Regions from separate parts of the Bicyclus anynana genome. Here region 1 is linked to region 2. The links are chromatin contacts, called in public Hi-C maps. All regions are on one chromosome and are shown on one strand. Each heading gives the region's core, a stretch centred on a gene start, on an enhancer-like site or on the middle of the called end of the contact. The rest is flanking DNA. Distances are from core to core; before and after follow the strand shown. Region 1 holds the start of LOC112055219 (zinc finger HIT domain-containing protein 1). Region 2 holds the start of LOC112050855 (glyoxylate reductase/hydroxypyruvate reductase-like).

Evidence for each region. Hi-C and Micro-C count contacts between places; a contact is called where the count stands out from the background.
Region 1: a Hi-C map of whole body shows a contact between it and region 2, with 6 times the contacts expected there. The contact joins the promoter of LOC112055219 here to the promoter of LOC112050855 in region 2. A contact is called at or near these places in 2 of 2 Hi-C or Micro-C datasets (whole body and whole larva).

The regions. Positions count from the first base shown.
Region 1 is chr19:2,793,369-2,800,072 of ilBicAnyn1.1, forward strand. LOC112055219 (zinc finger HIT domain-containing protein 1) reads right to left here and starts at 4,633. Exons shown (of 2, transcript XM_024095238.2): 1 at 4,308-4,633; 2 at 3,302-3,516. The coding sequence starts at 4,633. The coding sequence ends at 3,381. LOC112055220 (general transcription factor IIH subunit 5) reads right to left here. Exons shown (of 2, transcript XM_024095241.2): 2 at 5,170-5,380. The coding sequence ends at 5,194. LOC112055218 (meiotic nuclear division protein 1 homolog) reads left to right here and starts at 5,315. Exons shown (of 5, transcript XM_024095237.2): 1 at 5,315-5,695; 2 at 5,796-5,932. The coding sequence starts at 5,606.
Region 2 is chr19:2,654,930-2,661,548 of ilBicAnyn1.1, forward strand. It overlaps LOC112050855 (glyoxylate reductase/hydroxypyruvate reductase-like), which reads right to left and starts at 4,918. Exons shown (of 7, transcript XM_052887495.1): 1 at 4,618-4,918; 2 at 3,550-3,689; 3 at 1,334-1,523; 4 at 1,083-1,246; 5 at 584-748; 6 at 344-469. The coding sequence starts at 4,688.

The DNA of each region.
Region 1 (6,704 bases), core at 3,383-5,882, 140 kb after region 2:
CTGAAATAATCTACGACTGTTGAGACTTGAGTCATAAATTGAATGCCTTAATTGTGATAATAATATATTTCTGTAGAAAATAATGCGTGTTTGTAGCGTTGCAAATTAATTTATTATGAGATTCAGTTGAATGCAAGGATTATTTTACTTTTAAATCTTTTTTATTGGCTTCACGACTCTGCGTTCTACACCCTTAGCCTCTGTCACTTTGTTTATAAAAAAAAATATGGTTGTTCGACTTTAAAAGTAAAATGAATCACGTATTATTTGCTGCAAACTATAGATCTAACGCATAAACGGAAATAAAGAAAAGAATTTTAAAACTATATTTCATTGTTTTATTTTTTCTATTAGCTTTAACTTTCCGAGAGTAAAATCAAGAAATTAAACCAATCAAGAAATTATACCATGTACGGTTAAAATATTTAAAAGAAACATATAGGTACAGCAATAACAAAAAACACAACAAGGTAGTTGGTAGATAGACATATCTTTTTATTTATATATATCTAAGAAAGCTATTATTTAAATTTAAAATTGCTTAAATTGCTAGTAAAGAACTGAAAGTATTGTTCCTTGATCCGAATATCGTTAATGCATTTTTCATGAGAAAATTTTAAAAATGCTTAGGTCTAGATATAACAAAGACTGATTTGTACCTGAAGATGCAGTTTTAAAATCCAGTCACAGCACAGAACAGAAAGCTAAATCAGATATATTATCATCTTTCGAAGTTTTCAGCACATGGCAAAAAGAATAAACTACAGAATTATCCTTGCCATGTGCTCAAAACTGCCAAAGACAATAAAACTTTTTTTTACAAGAATAAAAAGGCAAGGAGCATAACGGAAACAGCTTAACAGTAATTTTAACGTCTTTTCAATGTTTCTTTTTTCTATGTACATGTACAGCTACTAATTCAGACAATTTACGCCGACATTTACCTAAATAGGAAGTAGCTAGCATCTGTTGGTTCACAATAACCTCTCTCATGGCACAGCTGCTCGGGGTGGTAGATAAGGTGGCACGTGGCTCCGTGTAAATACTCCTTTGCCCCTTATCTGTTCTGTGGGATGTTGAAAAATAGGGAGTCGCGGTTAGCGCGGGGTTTTTACGTTCGTGAGTAGGAATAGGTAGCTCGTAGTATTAGGTACTCTTTCATGCCTTTGTTTTTTTTCCTGACTACAGTAACCAGGACCGCTTAAGAGGTTACAAAAGTTCTTTAAACTTTGAACTAGGTTATCAACCCATATTCGGCTCACTGCTTAGCACGAGTCTTCTCTCAGAATGAGAGGGGTTAGGTCAATAGTCCACGCGGATTGGCAGACTTCACACACGTAGAGAATTGCGAAAATTCTCAGGTATGCAGGTTTCCTTACGAAGTTTTTCCTTCACAGTTTGAGTTTGTTTGATATTTAATTTCTTAGAAGGCACATAATTGAAAAGTTGGAGGTGCATGCCCCGTACCGGATTGGAACCTACACCCTCAGGAATTTGAGGCAAGAGGTTATATCCACTGGGTTGTCACGGTTCTTAAAATAAGCCTTGCACTAACTTGTAAACTAAGCCTATTGGAAATAAATTAATTTATAACACAAAGAGCACAATTTTTGCCAAAAAGTTAAATTAAGAATATGTTTTTTTTTATCGGTAGGTAGTAAATACACTATTTTTTAATAGATTAATAAGTCCTGCTTATTAATCTATTAAAAATATCAGCTGCCCTGAGGCCTGAAAGACTCATTTGCCTTTACTTAGACCTTCAACAATACAGACCGAATCACAGCGATGCTACTAGACGGTAGTCATACTTCCTAGGACAAGTTCTACCTATTAATTTGACTCTTATATTAAACTTGCACCTCTTCCAAATAAGCTTGCATCGCCATAAACCTTCAGGCAAAGAGTATAAAATCTTTGCCACCAGGTGAAAATAAGTATAAGTTGTCATTGAATAAAAATTATAATAAAAAGGCTAAAAATAAAATAAAATTAAATTAAAATAAAATTAAGTGTCCTTCTCTGTATAAGAAACTCGAACCCGGTTCCTCAAAATCTATAGTCGTAGTTGTTAACCGCTACAACAATGAGGCATTTCAATTTGAGCCCCATTTGTTCTGCGCACGTTTACAAACAATCTGCCCTTTATTTTAGTGCCATGTTACTAACGATACGGAGACAGCTGTTGTCACAAATGTTGAATTATCGCTAATGCCTCTGATCGCCCCTAGCGTCCTTCGCTGGGGGATCGATTGGGTGCAATTTATGATTACGTATCATTATTAGACCAGATACAAGACCTCTGTGGTGTAGCGGTGTAGGTGGCAGATCCTGGGTCTGTGTAGAGCAAAACAGTATTATTTTTTCGAAAAATTTACTTATCTATTTTTTTTAATTTTCTTAGAGACTTAAGTACTACCTACCTACAGTCGTACAATGAATCCTTAGTTTTAGGATTTTCTGAGTAATAGGTAATATTTGAGCAGTAATTAATAAAATATTGTATTCTGGTAATACATACGCATAGGCGTATATAGCGGGTGGGCCGGGTGGGCCGGGAATAGTCTAGAAGACTTCTCGACTTCTCAATTTGAAATTCTATGATGGACGCCTTAATAGTAATAATTTTACACAAAATATCAAATAATAATAATTATAACTTTTAATAAAGAAAACCCTTTCGTAATAAAGATTTTGAAAAATATTTTAGGACCTTTTCTGATACCTATACCATAGATAAAAAAAATAATAAAAAGTCGAGTCGTTTCCGTCCACAAACATTGCTGACGAAATTTTTATAATGAGTGTCGACTGTCGACTCTGTTCAGTGATATGTAGGCCCACCCCAGGAAATAATCCTAGATACGCCAATGTACATACGATATATTTTTAAAAGCTTATGTACAAAAGATTACCTATTAAGCACCTGTAGATTGATTTTAAAATTTAAAGTGCGCTCTACACTCGCGGCGTAGACTCCAAAATTTCAGTTTGGTTTATTTTGGTTTGTGGTTTGCACTTTTCAACGAGAAGGCTGTTGACGAATTCATGAAAGATTTTGAAGATAACTAACAAGCCGCGAACGCCTATATCAGTTCACAGCGTTTGCACCGCGAGTGTAGAGCGTGCATAAAATTAATTGTTGCGCCACCTATTGACGGGTAGAAAACTTTTTGAAACCCAACTTCCACCACTAGATGGCGCTGCGTAGAGTATCTGGCTTGGAACATTCTTCAGCTAGATGGCGCCGTTTTTCTACATTGTCTATGACAACTTTTAGCGGGAAATAAAAATAACCTACTGTTGACAATTACTTTATTGCTTGCGATTATTCGAATCTAATATTAATAATTGCGCAGAATTGTTAATAAGTAAATAATTTAGACAGTCCATTTGAGGCATCTCGTATCCAAGTGTGTTCCAAGACATCGTACGGAGCAGTATCTAGCACCACAGGATATACAGGTATAGTTAGATGGAAATCCACATACAGCGCAGAAATGGCGGTCGGGAAATCTGAAAAAGAATGATTTTACATTTTCTTAATACAATTTTCTACTCTTTAAGTGTTATTACTTACATAAAGTTCAATTGTAAGGTGTTTTTACGTTAAACAACATGATAAATATTCTAGAACTAGGATGTCAGAGATTATATTGTAAAGATTTTTCTCATTATCATAAAAAATCTCGTTGTTTTAGGTGTATAAATTTCATGATTTTAAGATTACAACAATAAATATAATTATTTGTATGAACAAAAGAATATAAACATCAGTTAGTAAATAAGCTTACATATTATGTTTAATGAAGAAGCTTTGCTATTTTACAAATTGTAATATTTGCATTTAATATAAATTGAGTACCCCAAACAAGGCTGTAATATTGCTTTCATTTTATTTGTATCAAACATTTAGTAAATTATAGCTATTTTTTGTATATTTTACTCATCAGACGTAAAATAATAAATAGTCATTCTAAACAATACTAATTGAAATTATTTCCACAATCTTGTTATTTTTTTTTTATTTTTATTTATTCGGGCAAAAAACAGTCATTACAATAAAAGTTTTACAATCAAATATTTCTTAGGACACAGACAATGCATTGCCGAAATGTTGTGAAGCATGATCAGATTTACTTAATTTTATAGTATAACTAGCGGACCCGCTCAAGCTTCTCTTTCACTTATGATGCACTTCTTCCCTATCCCTACCCTACCCTGCTTCTACCCTACTCCTACCCTACCCCTACATTACCTCTACCGTACCTCAACCTTAAATACATATGAAATTGTAAAGTACTCACTTGGACGGTCCAACTTGAGCCGACAAGTAGTTCGGTGGATCCGGTCTGAAACTTGCATCCTCCTCGACTAACTGAGCAAATGTCTTTCTGAATCTCATTTTGTAATACTCAGCACTTTTAGATTTTTTCTTTCTTGTCGGTTTTTCATTGGAATCTGCAAATTTGGGCACCTTTTTTGACATAACCAGGTCAGCATGCGGGTCTTCGTGGAAGTTATCCTGTTCCAATGCTTCAACAGCTTTCCGAGCTCTCCTTTTTCTCGCTGCATCGTCTAAAACTCTCCTTTTCTCTACATCTTTGACTCTACCCGACTCTCTTGTAGACATTTTTGTGGCTTGTTCTGTAACACACATACAAATAAAATGTTAGCTTGAATAACCAGCAATACCAATTTGACACATCAACTGGAATTTTCTATTACTAATACACACACACACAGTCAGACATATAATATACAGTTAATTTTTCATACATAAATAGGAAGTTCTCAGTGGCGTTCATAACATTTTTAACTAGGGTAGGCATTGTAAAAGCAAAATCCAACTTGGCTTAGTTTACAAGAACTTTTGAAAGATAAACTAAATATACAGGTATATTTATTACTTAAATCGTATTAGGTACTTTGTAAGTGAATATATTTTTACATTTGAGGGAAGTATAAAAAATTTCGTTATCAACCCTTATTCGGCTCACTGTTGAGCACGAGCCTCCTCTCAGAATGAGAGGAGTTAAGCCAATAGTCCACCACGCTGGCCCAATTGGCAGACTTCACACATTTAATATACTCAAATTTAATATGATTTTTTTTTAAATTTGCACATTCAGCTTACAAATTAGGGATAAAACGACTGACCTGACTTACTGGTTACTTTATGAAATTAATAAATTATAATCCTTTATCGTGCACTGGAATACTGAGTTGGTCCATCAAGTCGTCAACTCGGGCTTGCAGTGTGTCAACAATGTCAGACGAGATGAACAGATGTGTTTCGTCCAGGTCTTGAAGGATAAACTTTCTGCCGAGTGCGAGTGTCTCATCCAGGTGGAGCAAGAACTGTTTCATCGCTGGATCACTGGAAAGAAAGACATAATATTGAGTATTATTGAGTACATAAGACAATAGAGCAAACATAGGTAAATAGATAGATAGATGAACATAGATATTACTGAGGAAAGAAGACATATTGAGTATTACTGCATACAGAAGTCAATAGAGCTAATATTATATAGATAGCTAGATAAGTATATATATTACTCAGCATTGAGTATTAGTGAGCAAAGAATAGAGATATTGAGAGATGTCCAAAAAAAGAGGACTGAGCGCTGATGAGAAGAAAATCAGGATGTTGGAGATATTCCATAAAAGCAAGGACTTTTTTCAACTAAAGGTACTTCAGTTCTTAATCAACCCCTTTGTTGCTATTTGTAGACAAGTCAAATTCGACCAAAAAATAAGGGTAAAGTTACATGAATTTTCATTCTTTCCAGGAATTAGAGAAAATAGCTCCCAAAGAGAAAGGAATAACTATGCAATCAGTGAAAGAGGTAGTTCAGAGCTTAGTTGATGATCACCTGGTTGACTCCGAGAAGATAGGCACTTCTATCTATTTTTGGTCTTTTCCAAGGTAATATACTCTCGTCATATTAATGAGGGCGGATAATTGTGCCCCTGATTATACTCAGCATTTGAGACCGAACAAATTGCAAGTTTTTAGACAATCAATGCCTAAAAAAAATTAACTTTATTTTTATAATAATAATAATAATAATAATAAAGCCTTTATTTGCTGAATTTATAAACAAAATATTATTACAACATATCATTGACACTGATTCATTTCTTCAGCTTGCCCTCGGGCATAGGCCTCCTCCAGACACTTCCATATTTCTCTATCTCTTGCTTTCCTTCTCCATGTGTCTCCTGCTGTCTGTCTGAGGTCATCCTCCCATCTTTGGCAGGGGCGACCTCTTTTCCTTTTTCCTATCCTAGGATACCACTCTGTCACATCCCTGGTCCACTTATCCCTTTTATCCCGCATGAAGTGTCCTGTCCACTTCCACTTAAGCTTCTTAATTGTTACTGCCACATCTCTGACCTTGGTCTTGCTTCGGATAGTAGAGAGTCTGACTTTGTCTTGTTTTTTTATATGAAGCATGCTTCTTTCTAGATTATTTTGGCATGTTTTCAGTTTCACAATATTTTTCTCAGTCAGACCCCAGGTTTGGCAACCATAGGTTAAGCATGGCAAGATACAGGTGTTGAATACTTTAGACTTGTCTGATATAGGGATATCTTTATTTTTCATTACTTCCTTAAGGGACCAGTAGCTTTTCCAGGTGTTGCATATTCTCCTGTCTATTTCCTTTGTGTTTTGTTCTCTCGGTGATATTGTTTGA
Region 2 (6,619 bases), core at 3,668-6,167:
ACATTGAAATGTGGAAAATTCCGCTTTTGAGCGCCTCATTTTTCATGACCTAGGAACACACCAGTATTTAACATCATTGGTTACTTTGATTGTAATTACGGTATTCTAAGACAATTTATCAAAATATGTTTTCATCTATTTGTCAACGCCTATATTTTCATTTTATTTAGAAAGTAGCATTTTGAAAAAATCCAAATTTTCCAATAACAATGAAGGCATGGGGAATTGATCTTTAACATAAAAACTGTAGCATGGTAAGATAAATATTTTTAGAGAGAGTTACGAAGAGTTTCTTGATAATTAAATAAATAATTTGATAGAAAGGAAGGAAATATTTACTAACAGCAGTTTGGCAAAGATATGAGTGGATCATCTTTAGGTAACGGTTCTGGTGAAGTTACATCAAGGCCTGCAGAGAAAATTTGACCATCTTTTAAGGCATCGTAAAGTGCCTTTTGATCGATTAACCCTGAAACAAAAAATAAATTAGCTCCTCGAGAAAACTAGCTTCGAGAATATTTTTTAGTCAATGCTTGTTAAATTAATGAACTTAACTAATAAAATTAACTGTCAAACAACAAACCTCCTCTGCCGATATTCACTAGTACAGCAGTAGTTTTCATAATTTTCAAAGTCTCAGAGTTAATCAAATGCTTAGTATCTTTTGATAAAGGACAACATAGTATGACAAAGTCACTTTCTTTTAGCAATTGCTCCAAAGACACGCGCTCTGCTCCCAATGCCTTAGCTGTAACAGTGCAACTCTTTAATGTAATGAAATAACAAATTAAAAATATTTAAAAAACTAGTTTTATGTTTATTTGTGTTTTAAAATAAAGCAAGCTAGTTTGTGAAAATAAATGTACAGATGTTTACCTACTCATGCTAAAAGCATAAACTTTTTATTCCAGGTAATTAGAGAACTTCCACGGAATACCAAAAACTTATATTCACATTATATAAAAGTAGTTATCTTTAGCTATTAAAATCATATTCTTTAAATAAAGATAGTAAAAATATTATACTCAGTTTATAATTTTAATCAAGCATCATTCTATACAATATATTATGGATGTTATTACCTTCAGGTTTATCAGTGCGACCACTGTAAATGAACTTTGCCACATCAAACCCTTTCAATCTTCTGACAATGGCCTGACCAATACCTCCAAGTCCAACAATGCCCACTGTACTTCTTGCTATATCCTGTCCAAGGCTCCACTGCACACCAAACTTCCATTCTCCACTATTATAAAATAATTAAAGAATAATAACATATAGTGCTTTTTCATCTTAAACTAAGCATAGTCAAAGTTATTCTAAATTCATTCACCTTTCCAATTCTCTAATTCCTTCTTTAAAACGTCTTGCAGCACCTATAAGAAGTCCCACAGTAATATCAGCTACTGCATCGTCTAACACGTTGAGTGTATTCCCCAGAGTTAGATTACGTTTTACTATTTCATTAACATCAATGTGGTCTATTCCAGACGCCATTGTTGATACGGCTTTTAGTCTCGGACCTGATTAAAAAATATATAGTACATATAAGTAATTTTAAATAATTGCTCAAAAAAGGAAGGTTGCTTTTATGCTTCCTTTCTGTTAATTTTAGTGCAAAGAATCTAATAGCATCTTGTATATAGAGTACTAGCGGACGCCCGCGACTTCGTCCGCGTAAAAATCGATGTCAATTTTCAACCCCTATTTCACATTATATTTTGCAAGTTTTATAACTTATACCTAACTAGCGGACGCCCGCGACTTCGTCCGCGTAAATTTCGATGTCAACTTTACTACTACCCCTACCCTACCACTACCCCAACCCTACCCAACCCCTTCATCTACCCTACCCCTACCCTACCCTAGCATACCCTACCCCCAATCTACCCTACCCTACCCCAAACCTACTCCTACCCTACCCCTACCTTACCTACACCCTACCCCCATCCTACCCCTACCCTCCCCGTACCCTATCCCTTTCCTACACCTATCCCACCCGTACCCCTATCTCACGCCTACACTACCCCTACCCTACCACTTCCCTATCCTACCCGTACCTCTACCCTACCACTACCCTACCTCTACCCCTACCCTACCACTACCCTAAACCCGGCCCTAAACCTACCCTACCCCTACACTACTCCTACGCTTCCCTACCCGTACCCTACCCTACCCTGTAACTTCTCTATCTTACTCCTACCCTTAGCAAAATCGTTCCAGTCCTTCGAGAGTGGTGGTATGACCAAGAGAAATAGAGACTTCTATGCTAATAATATAAAGAGGTAAAGTTCGTGTGGTTGTAGGAGGTAATCTCTGTGTCTACTGGACCGATTTGGAAAATTGTTTTACCAATAGAAAGCTACGTTATTTGCGAGTGTCATAGGCTATGTTTGATCGCCATATTCACACGGGAACGGGAACTACGTAAATGAAAGCGCCGGGCGTCATATAGCGGAAATTCTGCGTCTTAGAAATTTTGTATTATCTCCGAAACTATTTAAGTAATTAACATACTGTAGAGGGCAAATCTTATCTCCATAATATCCTTGTGATTATTAAATAATTTATTTTAATAAGGATTAAAGTTTAGTTGTATAAATAATGACGTAAACCTAAGTGTATAAAATAAATAATTTTTAAAACACAAAAGGTACTATATCTGCTAATATATAGAAGATAGATATATGGTGTCGCGGACTTTTTAGAGAACTTTTAAAGATACATAAAGTCTCCATACATTAATTTCAATTATACACAATAGTTAAGGCAGCGCATGCGAATAAGTCTGTTTAAGAGGATTTTCAGTCCGACCTGTATGACCAAAACTGTGATAACTCGGCTAATATATATGATACCAATATAAAATATAGCCTATAGCACTCCCCGACAATGTAGCATTCTACTGGTGAAAGAATTTTTAAAATCGGACCAGTAGTTCCGAAGATTACCCCATTTAAAAAATGTGACAAACTTACAAACTTACAAACTTTACCTCTTTATAATATTAGTATAGAAATAGTATAGATAAATAGACCACTTATCATTTTACCTTTACAAATGTACCTAGAAATATAAAGGACTTTCCGTACAAACTTTCTACCCCTACTTCATCCATTTCTGATTTTGTTTTCGCGTCAAAAGTATCCTATTATCCTTCTACGTATTATGGTCTCAAATCGTCTTAAGTATCATTTGAATTCATTCTGTAGTTTCAGCGTGATGCGTATCAAATAAAAGGCAGACAGACAGACAAAAATAGAAAATAGGCATACATTAATTTCAATTTTACACGATGGTTAAGGCAGCGCATGCGAATAAGTCTGCTTAAGAGGACTTTCGGTCCGACCTGTATGACAAAAACTGTATTAACTCGGCTAATATATATGATACCAATATAAAATACTATAGCATTCTACTGGTGAAAGAATTTTTGAAATCGGATCAGTAGTTCCGAAGATTACCCCATTTAAAGAATGTTACAAACTATATGAAGAAATAATATGAAGAATGTTACAAATAGATTAAAATAAAAAATAAATCATTTACCTGCCAAATCCAATATTTCTCCCGTAAGCCGATGTTTAGTGTTCCATATTAAAGCATCAAAGCCAGTAGCTATTTCTTTTTTTATTTCCAAGATACTTTCAGACTCATGATCCAAATGTGGTATTATGACAGGTTCTAATCTAATAATAAAAGTGTGTTATGAAGAAAGTAGGAGGTTCTCTAATATAACTTATATATGTAAGGTATGCATTATTCTTTTCTCTCATTTATTTATTTGTCCCTTATGGAGTTTACTCCCTAAAAGTCGATATTTCTTATATACTCCCGGTATGAAAAAAATATGGGCAGGAAAATTCGAAGAACGTATGACTGCTTTACGTTTTTTATGCGCAACCTATTCTGCGCACCTTTCACCGTGCGCTGCCGTCATTAGATTTAGATTAGATTTCAGAAATAAATTCTGAATGATCACAAAGTTAAATAAATAAATAATGATAGAAATTAGAAATTAATATTTTTGTTTGTTTTGTATATTAGCGTGCACATGAAGTCAGGCGCGCCCGCTGCCTGCTGCTCCTCGGTTGCGCAGCTTTCACTTTTCAGGCGCGATTATTGAGACGTATGGAGTGTATGCTGCGGGGCAACATACAACTCCATTCGTGCGTCGGAGCTGACACATACTTTTTTTGATTTTTTATCAATGTTATTGTTAAAAAATATAATACAATACACTATGTATGCATGATTGTTGATGAAGGTCTAAATGTAATAGACCTACATATTTATAAAAAAATAACACAAAGCTGTAGAAATCTTCGACAGTGTGTACAACGCCTTTGGATGCGTTAATAATATTGCATAATGATTCGCAATTTTGAATCTGTTCTAAGGGTTATAATCAAAGAATATACATTTAAATATATTAGGTATATCCTCCACGGCTCTATGGTTTATGGTTGTTAAAAAAAAGATATAAAGGTCGGTTTGTTGGGTACTTTTATAATTTGTAAATACATAGGGAATTTATTTTATGTCCTAATTAATGATATGAATCAATAACAACTACAAGTACCTATAAAAATATTTTATAATGATTAAAAATCTTACTTGGTTTTTAATAACTTTATTCCCGCTTCAGGGTATGTCTTGTTTACAATCAGGACGCGTTTCAATGCCATATTTTATGGGAAAATACTTTATTACTTGAATATGTATTTAAATTAATTGATTTATCTATTGATAAAAAGTAGGTACGGTACCTATTTCACTAAACGTCTAAAAGATAACCTCACTGTTCCGCCTACTATGTTATTATGTTCAGTTGTGTCATGTGTATTTAAGATAATCACTCTTAAAATTGAAGTTGATTCTTATCAGTTTCTATAGATTCTAGCTATAAATTATAATGTAACAATATGATAGTCTTACGATAATGTTTATTTATTTAAATAATTTGTAATAAGACATGTTTCTTACGCCATCTAGTGTGTAGTAGAAGAACCATAAACATAACGAACAACAAGGGAATCTCATCAGTAGATGGCAGTAGTAGTTTTTAAAATGATGTAAAAAGACGTTGAGATGACATTTTTTTACAGGTTACATTAAAAATGTGTAATGTTCAAGCACAGATTAAAAAAACGTAACGTTTGTTTTTTTACGGGTTCACCGGCTTCACCACTCATTCTGGATCATTCTTTATTTTGTGCGTTCAACTGTCAAATCAACGAACATTGCCAAAGGCTTCATCATCTTCATTCAGCAGATCATGTCGGTCACTAGAAAGAGACAAAATTTATATAGAATGTATAAAATCTCCTATAAATGAGTCATAATAAGCGACATGTCACTAACGAAGTCGTTTTATCCGTCTGTATTAATACAAATATTTTTTTATGAAAACTTTGTTGTGTAATTACGTCATATTACGCGGTTGGTCAATATAAGCGGACGCATATTAAACGGATTAAGTACCTAAATTAACTGTTTATCCCGTCCATTACAAGTACAGAATTACCGAGTTTGACTGTATTAAAGCCTCAGAATATAATTATAAACCATAACCAAACTAAATCTTAACCAAACGGTTTAATGTTTGACAAAATTATTAGTTACTAACGGGCACCCGCGACTTCGTCCGCGTGAAAGTCGATGTAAACTTTCAACTACCCCTACCCTACCCCTGCCCTACCCAGTATGACTGCAAACGCGACGGAAGCTTAAAAAATGTGATAATTTCTCCCGTTTTCCCAACATTTCCCTTCAATGCTCTGCTCCTATTGATCGTCGCGTCATGAAAAGTATACTATAACCTGCCCAGGAGTATGAAGAACAATCGTGTCAAGTTTCGTGAAAATCCGTCGAGTAAGTAGTTTTTGTTTCTTTACCGAACATAAAGAATTTGACGGCCGCGTGGCGCAGTGGGTAGTGACCCGGCTTTCTGCATCCACGGCCGTGGGTTTGATTCCCACAACTGGAAAATATTTGTGTGATGAGCATTGGTGTTTTCCAGTGTCTGTGTGTATTTATACATTATATAAGTATTTATATGTAGTATATAATTGTATATTAATATTATAATATCAACATCTTAGCACCCATAACACAAGCTACTCTGCTTACTTTGGGGCTAGATAGTGATGTGTATTGTTTAAGTATATTTATTTAAGTATATTTATTTATAAAAAAAAAGAAAAAAAAAAGATAGACAGACAGACAGACACAAAAATCTCAGTTATTTTGGAAATATATTTCATGTACAGAATTGACCTCTCTACAGATTTATTAAAAGTACTTAAATATTAATTAGTTTGACGTTTAGGCTTAGTACCTACTTGATATCAAGTAACATCACAAAATGGACGACAGCGTTTTTACCGTTTGGAAAGATTCAAAAAGTTCACAATTTTTAAATTAAGTTTTCTATGAAATCCTAAGCTTTTAATAATTAATTTATAAATTTAGGACCCTTATTCGCTACGAAATTAATGTTGTTTATTTTAAATTTGTTATGAGTCAAATAACTTCTCTTTGCTTATTTTAATGTTAGTTATAGTTTGTAGGGTTCACTATCGACCGATGCTGGCGCCGCGCCGTCGGTCCACACCGA